Regions from separate parts of the Mus musculus genome. Here region 2 is linked to region 1. Evidence: chromatin contacts called from public HiChIP or PLAC-seq data. All regions are on one chromosome and are shown on one strand. The core of a region is the stretch at or near the end of the contact, and the rest is flanking DNA. Distances in the headings are between cores, read along the strand shown.

Evidence for each region. HiChIP or PLAC-seq counts read pairs in DNA pulled down with a chosen protein or histone mark.
Region 2: a BATF HiChIP or PLAC-seq map of CD8 T cells shows a contact between it and region 1, with 35 read pairs. The contact joins the enhancer-like site here to the promoter of Sox5os3 in region 1. A contact is called at or near these places in 1 of 15 datasets of contacts at CTCF or cohesin (CD8 T cells), 1 of 484 Hi-C or Micro-C datasets (embryonic stem cells) and 2 of 115 datasets of contacts at active chromatin or transcription factors (CD8 T cells and memory CD8 T cells).

What each region holds. Positions count from the first base shown.
Region 1 is chr6:144,669,152-144,675,580 of GRCm38.p6, reverse strand. It overlaps Sox5os3 (SRY (sex determining region Y)-box 5, opposite strand 3), which reads right to left and starts at 2,713. Exons shown (of 3, transcript NR_040519.1): 1 at 2,489-2,713. It also overlaps a transcript of Sox5 not described here.
Region 2 is chr6:144,537,596-144,544,024 of GRCm38.p6, reverse strand. It overlaps a transcript of Sox5 not described here. Among named protein-coding and RNA genes, the nearest start is that of Sox5os3, 130 kb to the left of the region's middle. Within about 2 kb of position 2,539, at least 20 of the 459 cell types and tissues checked have an H3K27ac peak or open chromatin away from gene starts, as enhancers often do. A contact at or near this core is called in CD8 T cells and memory CD8 T cells, where this site is marked.

The sequences.
Region 1 (6,429 bases), core at 1,464-3,963:
CCTATCATAAAGTAGTGATGGGCCTTCAGTTCTGAACCTCTGCCCTGCTGGAGCTCAGTTCTCTCATACAGAAGAGAAATGTACAGAGTGTCTGCCCCACAGAGGTATAGTTGAGTGTTAAATGAGATACAAGATCCACAGCACAGTGCAACGCAGCGAATGACAGGCAGCACCCTCGTCATCCATGTATCCTTGACACCATCCTCATCCGTGTGCCCAGCTGGATCCTTGGCACCAGTAGCAGCATCTCTAAGCAGCTCTATCAGCATTGCAGCCATCCATCCCCATTCTGTGCTCAACCAGCCAGAAAGCTGGAAATGGTCCACGCCCTACACTGTCTTCATGCAGAATTCTTGTTGAAGTGGCAGCTAAGTTGCAAGCATGTTGACCGGTTGTGGAACTGGGACAAGTAGTTCTCTGCACTTTAATGTTTTTTTAATTGTCTTTGGTTTTCATTAATCATTGGTTAAGTGAGAACCTATCCGTACAGTTATGTTCTGAAAATAATATCTTCTACTAAAAGCAATAGGCTAATAGTAGAAGAAACAATAGAAACACATGTACAAATACTGAATATCAGTGTGAGTGTGCACACACTGACATTCACAAATCATACACACACACAAACATATACTCTGCAGGGATTGTTGTTGTTGTTGTTGTTGATGTATTAAGCATCAAAGAAAGGATAGAACCTATGGGTTCACACATACTAGGCAAGAACTCCAACACTGATAAATACCCACAGCCCAAATTGGTAAAAGTGTGTGTGTGTGCATGTGTGTAGGCACATATATGCATGTGCTCATGCAGGCTTGAAGTTGGCATTGACTGTCTTTCTTTATTCCTCGCCTCATGATTTCCTGTGACCGAGTCTTTTAAAGAAGCAGAATCTCTCCAGTTCAGTCTAGGCCAACTACCCAGTTGACACCACGATCCTGTCTCTGTTTCCTAAGCACTGTTTATACACATGTGTGCACAGAGGAAAAGTTCTTAGATCTCTTTTAAAATATAATCGCTAAGTCTGAAGCATTCTTTGATTAGTGCATGGCTAGAAGGACAGTAATCCTCATTTGTCAATGTCTTTTTAAATTCACAAAATTTCAGATCATTGACTAAGATTCTGTTTCTCTCAAAATGTTAACAAACACAAAAATATGTGTAAAGAAGCCCTTTCCCTTTCATGAAGTAAAGCAAGAGAGAAGGGTTTGTGTTTCCAGTCATGTAAAGAAAAAAAATATATATATATGTACTGAGACTATAGATTTTGGTGTTCCAAAATAAAAACTTACACTGTGGCAGGATTGGACGCCTCAGATCAAAAGGGCAATTTTAGAAAATTGTGGTGAGCGAATGAAGCACTCGTTTATTGAAGAAATCAGTTTGCTATCTTAACCAGTGGCACCGGTGCCTTCCCTGTAATCTCTGAAAATAGATCGGCACTTTGCGGTTCACCAATCCGGAGATCACAAATGCTCCCTTACACCTGGCAGGCTCACACCTTTTTCAAATAAGATGCTATCATGGGAGCCTTGTGGGTTTATAAAGCCACAAGTTTATTAGGTAGATAAAATCTCTAAGCGTTTAGAAGTTTAAAACCAGGCTGTCAAACTGAATTTCAGTTATAATGGCAATTTCCAAAGTAAATATGACACAGTGACTTCTAAGGCTCCTCACTGTCTCCTTGGTGGTGGTGAATTCTGAACCTCGGCTGCAGCCCTTCCTGTCTGTGTGTGTTTAAATCCAGCCACGCGCTGTCAATGGTGAGTGTGGTGTCTTAGAGTGGAGACCTAGCCAGACACTTCTGGTTTGTAACCTACTTCCATGTTTCTGTGGATAAAAGACAGGCATACATTTTCAAAGGAAAAGAAACACAGCTTTATCATCATCACCACGACCACCACCACCATCATCATCATCTTATTATTATTATTTTATTGAAACAGCCTTGTCCCATAGACTAGGCTGATCTGGAGCTTACAATGTGGCCCAGGGTGGCCCTAAACTTGGTCCCTGAGTGCTTGTATCATAGATGTGAGCCACCATACCTGGCTCAAATATGGCTTTAAATAGACAATGCTGTGGTAAGATTGGAAAGCAAAAAAATTGGGAAGGAATTTCAAACAAAATTTAAACACATTTTAAAACAGACCCCCATGATTGATTGATTTATTATGTATTTTCATTATATTCATAAGTTTATGTGCACCATGCATGTGCAGCAACCTCTCTGTAGAGCGGGCCAAAGAGAACATCAGATTCCCTAAAACTAGAATTACAAGCCGTTGTTACCTGCCATGAGGGTGCTGGCGACCAAAGCCGAGTCTTCTCCAAGAGGAGCAAATTCTTCTCCTGCTGAGTGTGTCTCTCGCCCTTAATTATAGAGAGCTTACAGCTATCTTTGTTCTAATGTGTGCTCTGTGTGTGTGTGTGTGAATGCACATGTCAGTGTATGTGTATGGGCATGCACATGTCAGAATGTACTTACAGAGTTAGAGGAAGTTTGCACATGTCAGTCACCTCCTTCGATCACACAGGCCCTGGAAAGTGAGCTTGTGTTGTCCAGTTTGGCAACAATCGCCTCTCCCTGCAGAAGCCCCTGACCAGCCAACTGCCTGCCATGCCTGTGCTGGCTTCACAGCACACAGCATCACACGTGCTGCTTGTCTTCTTAGCACGGGCTCTGGGGAAGAGACTCTGAACCTCTGCTTACAAAATGAGCTCCTTACTCACTGAGCCCCTCCCCAGCCCCTGCTGACGTCATACCCCAGCCCCTATGAGGTCATACTCCAGCCCCTATGACATTATAGTAGCACAAGGCACCCAAGCCAAATCAAGTTAGTGCTGCAGAAAAGGAGACGAGAGCTTGTGGTGTAACCCCAGTCAAGCACAGTTGCTGGCATGACAATATGAACGTGTCACCCACCAAGAGGAGCCATTCTTTCCCGATGCCAGTTGACTCATGCCTATTGCTGTTCTATCAGGGGTGGAATATCATGACTCACGGCTTCATAGCCACCGGTGGAAACCCACCTCACACCAAACCATTTTCTTCCCAGCTCTCTTGAGTAAGATAGACATGGGCTGGTATGTTTCATATCTTATATTGTGGGTTCTATCTTTTCACGTTGGCGGCTATGGTGGCAAAATCCAAAATTAGTGTATTTGATGAAAAAACCCTCTGGGCCATTTTTTATGGCCTTACAGATCGGCTTGGGGCATGTCAGCCATGTAACCAATTGTTCTCTAAAAAGGTAATATTTCCCCTTTTCTTTCTGTAGTTGTCTGGTCACTTAGTAGAGGACACTAAATATAAGAGTGAGGGTTTGGGCTAGCTGCATTTTACCAGGTAGATGCCAGACTTCCAGAATGTGTGTGGAGGAAACTCCCCCAGAAGAACTTTCAGCTGCTGCTGTCTCGCTTTTGCCAGTGAGGACTCACCCTTACATCCATTAATGTTCCTGGCTTGTCACACACCTCACAAGGATGGGAAGTCACCTCAGAGGCAGCACCGGAGTGGAGGAGAACTCACAAATGACAGTTCTAATATTAGACAGATTGTCCCTCAGAGTGCAAAGGTAGTCTTACAGGGTCCAGGAAGGTTTATAGCCCAAGTAAAAGCAATTCTGAGAAGATGGCAGTTTGAACACCACCCCCTTAGCTGGGTCTGCCCTACACTTGCCCATTTGTTAGGCCCACAGTGTCAGAAGTTGACTATCTCTCTGTGGCTGGCTGGTGGTCAGATTCCCTGTCATTCTGCTGATGGGTTGGGGGAAGCTTCCTTTGTTACTTATAGTGTAAGCTTTCGGGAAGCCACCGGATGTGGCGGCGGATACCAGTGTCGTCCACTGGACATGCTTTCTGCAGAGAGGGTTAGTTACCATGGAGATGACCTGGCTGGTAAGAGGACCAGCCTTTAGGATGGACCTCAGATTTTCCTTTTCCTTTCCATCTAATTTAATTTGACTGCAAAATGTCACTTCTGTTGCATTGATTAAGCTTCTTTGCTGCCACCAGCACTGTGAGAGAGGTGACAGGGCAGGCCAGACAGTGTCATTTCTTACCATTACCCCTCTCTGATATCAATACAGATAGTCTCTGAGATGAGACACTCCTTTGCCACAATGCACTGCCACATGCTTCTCTTGCTTACTTCATGAAACATAGGATCCAGAATTCTGTCTGTCTGTCTGTCTATCTATCTATATATCTACCTACCTATCTATCTATCTCAGTTCACTCTTCTTTGTGATCATGTAAGACATGATATCAAATGTTTGAAAACTAAAGATTAGTATATCTTCAGGTATTGACTTCATTTTTTTTTTCTGTCCTCAGCAGTTGGCTACATTCTTGAAAAACAAAAACAAAAACCTCCTTTTATAGTTCAGAAAAATGAGAAGCCATAAGGTGCAGCTGACATACAGATCTGGAGCATTCATTCTTGGTCATGTGGACTGGAGGAGCCATCCTTATGTGAGCTGCCTCAGAAGTAAAATGATGCTCTAGGCACAGGCTTTCTGTGGTAGCCTGATACACTGATGTCTTTATCACTTCCCTGGCTCTTCAAGGTTCTCAGAACCCAGAACCAATCCCCAGGCCTGTGATGTCATCCTCTTTCCTGTTAGCTGAGAACAATGAAACCCACAAAGGGCATTGTGGGTACCCAGCATTTCTTTAAGCCAGAGAACCAGAAGAGAACAAAAGAAACTTCCTGTGACTAGAACTTCCTTGGAGAGACATATAAACACGGAGACAGTTTGCTAGGAAGTATCTAGACTCTACTCATTATAATGCCTAGAATCCAGTCTAGAAATCAAGGCTTTGTTCTGGAGTGTGCAGCATGACCTCATTAGGCTTCTGGGAATGCACCGTCGTGTGGGAACATCCTTTAGTCATTTGATGGTGAAAGAAACTGGGAATTCACAGCTGGGAAAGCAAGTTACCATCAGTACAGCAAGATGCTGAGATAAGGCCCTTACCACTTCCTGTTTCTCTAAGGGCAGTGACTTGAGAAGGACTGGAGAGAAGAAAAGGAGACAGCAACAGTTACTAAGCTGAATGTTTTTGCTTTGTGGCTTTGTGGGCTTTGCCTCATAGGAACTGACACCAGCATTCTATGAAAGGTCTCTTTTAAAGGTTCATATTATTTATTATTAATTATTATTATTTGTGTGAGTATATTGTGCATATGCCTGTGGAGGGCACACATATGTGTGCAGCTGCACATGCATGCACTCGTGTGTGCATGTGTGTTGTGATCAGAAGTTAACTCGAGGTATTACTATTACTCAGGGGCCATCTACCTTGTTTTGTAGGGACATGGCCTCTTAATGGCCTCACTGGGATAAGTGACCAGTTATCCCAGGAACCATCTGTCTCTACCTTCCCAGGGTTGGGACATTCAAGTGCACACTTCCATGCTCCACTGCGATTACCTGTGTACAGTGCTATGCCCTGCTGGGATTACCTGTGTACACTGCTATGCCCCACTGGAATTACATGTATACACTGCTATGCCCTGCTGGGATTACCTGTGTACACTGCTATGCACCGCTGGGATTACCTGTGTACAGTGCTATGCCCTGCTGGGATTACCTGTGTACACTGCTATGCCCTGCTGGGATCACATGTGTGCACTGCTATGCCCTGCTGGGATCACATGTGTACAGTGCTATGCCCTGCTGGGATTACATGTGTACACTGCTATGCTCTGCTGGGATTACCTGTGTACACTGCTATGCCCTGCTGGGATCACATGTGTACACTGCTATGCCCCGCTGGGATTACCTGTGTACACTGCTATGCCCTGCTGGGATCACATGTGTACACTGCTATGCCCTGCTGGGATCACATGTGTACACTGCTATGCCCCACTGGGATTACCTGTGTACACTGCTATGCCCTGCTGGGATTACCTGTGTACACTGCTATGCTCTGCTGGGATCACATGTGTACACTGCTATGCCCTGCTGGGATTACCTGTGTACAGTGCTATGCCCTGCTGGGATTACCTGTGTACACTGCTATGCCCTGCTGGGATCACATGTGTACACTGCTATGCCCTGCTGGGATTACCTATGTACAGTGCTATGCCCTGCTGGGATCACATGTGTGCACTGCTATGCCCTGCTGGGATCACATGTGTACAGTGCTATGCCCTTCTGGGATCACATGTGTGCACTGCTATGCTCTGCTGGGATCACATGTGTACAGTGCTATGCCCTGCTGGGATTACATGTGTACACTGCTGTGCCCTGCTGGGATTACCTGTGTACACTGATATGCCCCACTGGAATTACATGTATACACTGCTATGCCCTGCTGGGATTACCTGTGTACACTGCTATGCCCCGCTGGGATCACATGTGTACACTGCTATGCCCTGCTGGGATTACCTGTGTACAGTGCTATGCCCTGCTGGGATTA
Region 2 (6,429 bases), core at 1,290-3,789, 130 kb after region 1:
GTTCTGACCACGTTGTGTGCACTAATTTGTGTGACTTTAAATGATGTTCCAGGGAGCAGAATGTTTTCAGTCAGTGCAAAAACCACTTGGGTAGGCCCGTTTCTGCGATGTGTTAAGATCGCTTTCTTAGGCGATGGCACGGCCCGTGTTTCATAATTGGCGTGCGTTGCTGAGTGCGACTGTGGGTTGTTGTCCTAAAATGAAATGAAACATCCCAGCTTCTCTCCATCTCCTTTGTTAACACTCTCATTCCCTGCTATGTTGAGTGAGAACTGGCTCCCTCCGGGGCATTTGAACAATTTGCCTGCTCCCTGCTTCCTGGGAACAAGGGATTTTGAGATTCTGACCCCTGGTCAAAAGGTTGCTCTCGTTTTTAAAAAACCCAGCCCTATAAACAGCTTTGCCTTTTTTATTTTTTTAAATTCTGCCTATGCTTACGTCTCTTGGGCTACCACCAGACTCTTGTTTGCAGAGCAGAAGGTTTTGTGTTAGTGGGAACCCTATTTTGCCTTAAGGAAAAAAAAAAAAAACATAAAGACGGTCTTACCTAATAAGGAATGCTTCTTAACACAAGATTCTATTTTTAACTTAAAACTTTTAAAATTTCTTTCTAAATACATTTTGAAATGACATGTGGAATGTAAATCTACTTGGCGAGGTCCTGAGGCAGCCCCATCTTCCCTCTGGGCTCCAGAGCCGAGGCTGGGGGATTGCGGCTCTAATTTGCACTGCTGAGGATGCTAGGCCCTTCTTCCTTTTGCTTCCCAGACCTGACAGGGCCAAGGCGAAGTTGTAATGTCACTTGTAACGAGTGAACTGGAGGGATGCTGAAGATGCTGGCCGGGGGCCGGTATGTCCCACAGAAGCTTGACATCAAGCTGGACCCCAGGCTGGAGAGGAAGAATGGGCTCGAAAGTCCTTCTCAGACCTTCACATACACTACAGCACTCATGACTACAGCTACAGCACAGAAGTGTACACACACACACACACACACACACACACACACACACACACAGAGGGGAGGGGAGGAGAGGGCAGGGGAGGGGAGGGCAGGGGAGGGGAGGGGAGGGGAGGGGAGGAGAGGAGAGGAGAGGAGAGGAGAGGAGAGGAGAGGAGAGGAGAGGAGAGGAGAGGAGAGGAGAGGAGAGGAGAGGAGAGGAGAGAGACTGAGACTGTGGGAAACAGAATGGCTATGGCAGAGGATTGAGGTAAGTTTTGCCAAGATAAAGTCTCTGACTGCTAGACACACAGACAGACAGACAGCCCCTTAGCCAAGTACTTCCCTTGAAGGCTAAACAGACAGGCACCACCCCCACCCCCACCCCCAGCAAAGTGCTTGTCTTTAAAGAATAAAGATCTGAGTTTGAGCCCCCAACCCATGTATATAAGTTGGACATGTGATATGTGCTTCCGGGGAAGCTGAGACAGGAGGATTCCTGGGACTTACTCTCAAGCAAGCTTAGCCTACTTGGTGTTGTGTAGGCCTGTGAGAGACCCCATGTCAAAAAGCAAAACAAAGTGGATGGTGCCAGAGGAAGGATACTGGAGGGAGGTTGCTTGTTTGAATATCCCTCCCTCCCTTCCTCCCTCCCTCCCTTCCTCCCTCTCTCCCTTCCTCCCTCTTTCCCTCCCTCCCTTCCTTCCTTTATGCCAGGAGTTAAAGAGCAAACATGTTTCATAGTTCAGGTTTTAGAGATACAATTTGCAAAACACAAAGTGTGGACACTTTGCCCCTTCTTAGAATTGGAAACAATCACCCATGGAAGGAGTTACAGAGACAAAATTTGGAGCTGAGACAAAAGGATAGACCATCTAGAGACTGCCATATCCAGGGATCCATCCCATAATTAGCCTCCAAAAGATGACACCATTGCATACACTAGCAAGCATTGGCTGAAAGGACCCTGATATAGCTGTCTCTTGTGAGACTAGGCCGGGGCCTAGCAAACACATAAGTGGATGCTCACAGTCAGCTATTGGATGGAGCACAGGGCCCCCAATGGAGGAGCTAGAAAATGTACCCAAGGAGCTAAAGGGATCTGCAACCCTATAGGTGCAACAACATTATGAACTAACCAGTACCCCTGAGCTCTTGACTCTAGCTGCATATGTATCAAAAGATGGCCTAGTCGGCCATCACAGGAAAGAGAGGCCCATTGGACACACAAACTTAATATGCCCCAGTACAGGGGAACGCCAGGGCCAAAAAATGGGAATGGGTGGGTAGGGAACTGGGGGGGAGGGTATGAGGGACTTTTGGGATAGCATTCTAAATGTAATTGAGGAAAATACATAATAATAAAAAATATTAAATAAAAAAAAAAGAAATGCAGCAGAGTCCCAAGTCCCCTTGACCACAGAGGCTCGTAGGACTGGGTGCTAGCGCAGAGGCCCTCTGTACCCCTCCCCCACCTCCGATGACTCCCTGCTCCAAAAGCACAGCAAAGTCACTTTCAAAATCATCTTGAAAGGCTCTCGCTCTCCTTGTGCGTCAAGACCGCAGTGATCTTTGTTCTGAAACTAACAAGGGAGAGAACAAGCTATCCGGTAACCATCCTCAGCACCAGCGACATGCCTGCCGAGCCCACAAAGCTCAGAGTGTGGCTTCACAGGGGTCTGACCTCCAGAGGCCCCCAGCAGTGGGACAGAGAGCAGGTGGCAGAAGACCTTAACTTTGAAGGCCAGTTCAAAGAAGAACCACAGAGCCCCCGGGCTCTGAAGGCCGTGCTAGGGGAATAGATATTTGGCCTTTCAAGATTTCTGTGTGGGACTTCAAGTTGCAGCTTTCATTTGAGCCCAAGGCCTTCTGAGAGAGGATCACATGCCGAACGGGTGAGGCAGGGTGGGTGTCATCTGAGAGACTGTCCCCTTTACATCTGAAACAGAGGAAGTGAGCAAAGTTTTCAAAATGATTTTCTGGGTGGTAACTATTTAAAAGAGAAACTCATATTTTATTTGATCTTACCTTTTTTTCCTTCTGGTAACACTAGTCATAAGAAATCCTGTGAATGAGAGGGGATTGGGCTGGCCATGGTTACACCTGTATTAACTTACAATTACATATGCATTTATTAAATTACAGTTACATAGGCATTAATTAACTCATAGTCACTCACGCTATGTATGCTTTTACATAATGATGTAGATTAGGATAAATTACAATTAAGCTTCCAAATACAGCAAGGTTATGTTTTCCTCAAATACTAATATTTAAAGAACCTCTATTTAATATTTGAAGAACCTCCATTTAAGATCAGTGGATGTTCTTCAAGTATGTGGGCAGGTTTCACATGTGTTTACATGTATGTGTGTATGTGTGTGTGTGCATGTGTGTGTGTGTGTGTGTGTACTAGGTACTAGAGTGGTGCTTTGAGATATGTCAATTTCAAAAGTTTCATGTGACATATAATCTGTTTATAATCTCATGGAGCAGAGCATTAGGGACAGATAGACAGAGCAAGCTGGCTAGCCAGATGAGCATGCATACCCCTACTTGACATGCAAACATGGATACACTTACACACACACACACACACACACACACACACACACACACACACACACAAATATACACAAATTGCCTTTGGTAGCTGTTCCTCTATAAGCCTCTAAAACTGTGTCCAGATCTAGCTAACTGGAGCATGGAAGGCGAGTTTAAGCTAAGAGGAAGGCTAGGAAAATCCTAGCAGGAGGACAGAGGGGAAATACCAGTAGCGAGGGAAGAGGTGCTTCTCTGTGTTTAGTAATGGGGAGCTCCCCCAGCTAAAGCTTTGCTCCTTGTTAAAGTGTTTCATTAGTTTCTTAATTAACCCATTAATCATTAATCAGTTCACTAATTAGCAAACATTTATTGAATATTTATTGTGGACCCGGAACTCTGCTTGGTATGGAGGATATGTTAATAGTGAAGATGAGTTCGGAGCTGGCAGAGGGATCCAGCCCCGAGCATCCAACAGCAAACGGTACCGTGCGCTGCTTATGTTCTGTGTACGCCTTTAAGAGCCCAGGGTACGGCTATGAATGAAGAAGATAAAGATAAACCTTTGCCTTCAAGGTTAGTGATAGATAAGGGGCCTTAATAAAACCAGAAATACCCAACAAGGGCGAGGGTAGTGTCGATGCCTTGGAGAACAGGGCCCATGGAGTAAGGAGCAAGACCTCAGTCAGGTTCAAGAGGGACTGGATTGCTCAGGCTCACGGGATACAGGAAGTACTTCCACTTTAGCTCTGAGTGAGATGGGGAGGCCTGATGACTTCTGAGCAGAAAGAACCATGTGTTTTCACAGGATCAGGGCGGCTGCCTCGTGAAGAAGTCAGAAGTCTCCACTGGGGGAGGGAAACAGGGAAGCTGGGTGGAGAGGGCTGTCTCAACTCAGCCATTAAGATAGGGGAGCTGGTGTAGGAGGATTGGCCACAGTGGGGATGTTAGAAGTACCCCAGACTGTCGCCGGAGGCTCTGAAGGATTGTGAGCAAGGCGTGTTAGCCCAGGTGAACCTGGGGTATGCCTGAACTACTTTTTTTACGGCTCTGTCCAAATATCTCACAAGGAGCAAGACAGGGGAGTGCGTGAGTTAGGGCTCTCTAAAGGAACAGAACTGATAGGGGAGTTTATTCTGGATTACAGTTTAAAGAGGAGATAGTCCAGAATCGTGGGAAGGCTCGGTCACAGGAGCTTGAGGCAGCTGGTCCTCCTGTGCTCACACCCAGGACTCAGACCACAGATGGGAAGTGGGACCAACCAGTGAAACCTAAAGGCCCGTCTAAGTGGGCCCCTGCCTCTGATGCCCCTGCCTCTGATGCCCTCTGCCTCTGATGCCCCCTGCCTCCTAAAGTTCCTATAACCTTCCAAAGGAACACGCCTACCTGGGGCCAGGTGATCAAACTCAAGAGCTGAGGGGAGATTTCATAATCAAAATACAGTGAAGTGCAAAGAAAAGAAAGAAGTCAGAGTTAGGTGAGAATTTGAGCACAGTTAACGAAAGTGGACATTTCCTATTAGTAGTGAGAGGACAGGATCTGATTGGAGCCTGAGTTGGAGATTGTTTTAGTTGAAATGAGTCTTTCCTCCTATGAGATACTCATTTGTACGGAGCAGGATACTGACAGACAAACATCACCAGCCTCAGTAGGATCGTACTGCAGATAAAAACAGAATGAGTGCAGATCCCAGGACTGACCTCAGAAAGGAGCCAGCAGATGACATCTACTGTCCCAGAGTAGGATGATACGCAGCGCAAGGACGCGAAGAGCAAAGAAACCATGATCGATTTCTGTGGGGATCGGGGTGGAGTCAATCTAGGAGAATACAATGTCTGTGCATTGTAAGAGATGGCGAATCCCAGACCTTTGAGAGAAGGGGGCTGTTTATGCACAGTTGAGAGGATCCCGAGCCGGTGGGCTGGTGACTTCTGATGCTTGCATCCTTCATCCTGGAATCTTCCACGGGTCATGCGCCATATTGCAGATATGAAGCAGACAGTTATTGAGGAGAAAAGCTTGCAACAGGGACGGACAGAAATAGGGAAATGCCAAAGTCAATTTTAGAAGAGTGGAATGATATGCCAAGCACAACCACTGGAAGTGTTGAAGGGAGGATGGCGAGACTAGAATACAATGTGCCTGCAAGCAGTGTGACCTTTAAGAAGGTCGCTCCAGCTCTTAGAAGGATGGAGTGCCAATGTGGAGCCAGAGACTCCACAAGGTTGGGTTGTTCCGTATCTGACAGTAGCTTCATAGTTGATAACTAGCATATTTATCGGTTGTATAAGTTGAATATTTTTAAAGTTACAACAAATTTTGTGTATTTTTAGGGTTCCATAGTAAATAATAACCATGTGTGTATTGGATGTATTTGCTAAGCAGGGGCTCTATCCCAAAGTATTCTGAGAGATCGTGAGAGGGGATGGTACCAGGACGTTAGAGTCACATTCTGGGTTCTACACCTATCTGGGACTTAGGCATGGCTAAACAAGGAGCAGTAAATACTGGAACGTATTTGGGGACAGTTCTCTTATGTTGGAACTTTTGTGGGCTCTGCAGCCAAGTGCATTTCAAGTTAAAGCAGGTCTCCACTTGGCTTTCAGGGAGGTCTACAGGGGAATCTGTGCCAAATCCACCCAAGGAGGGCACCATGCACATGACACAGATGTGGGGAAACTCTGGAGGCAGGGCCATGTGAACCTTAGACCATGGATGGAAAATGTTGAGAAACAATGTTGACTTCAGCATAGATGGAAAACAAGGTAGAGACCTTTGCAAACTTCTGCATACATCACACCCATACATGAGAGCTTCAGCTCAGTTTCCATAGTCTGTCACTGGTGTACATATAGACGGAATCTGCTATGTTCTTGATGGAGGCTGAGAAAAATCCTTTTTCAGTGTTGTTAAAACAAACCCTATCTTCTCTTCTCAAGTGACCATTT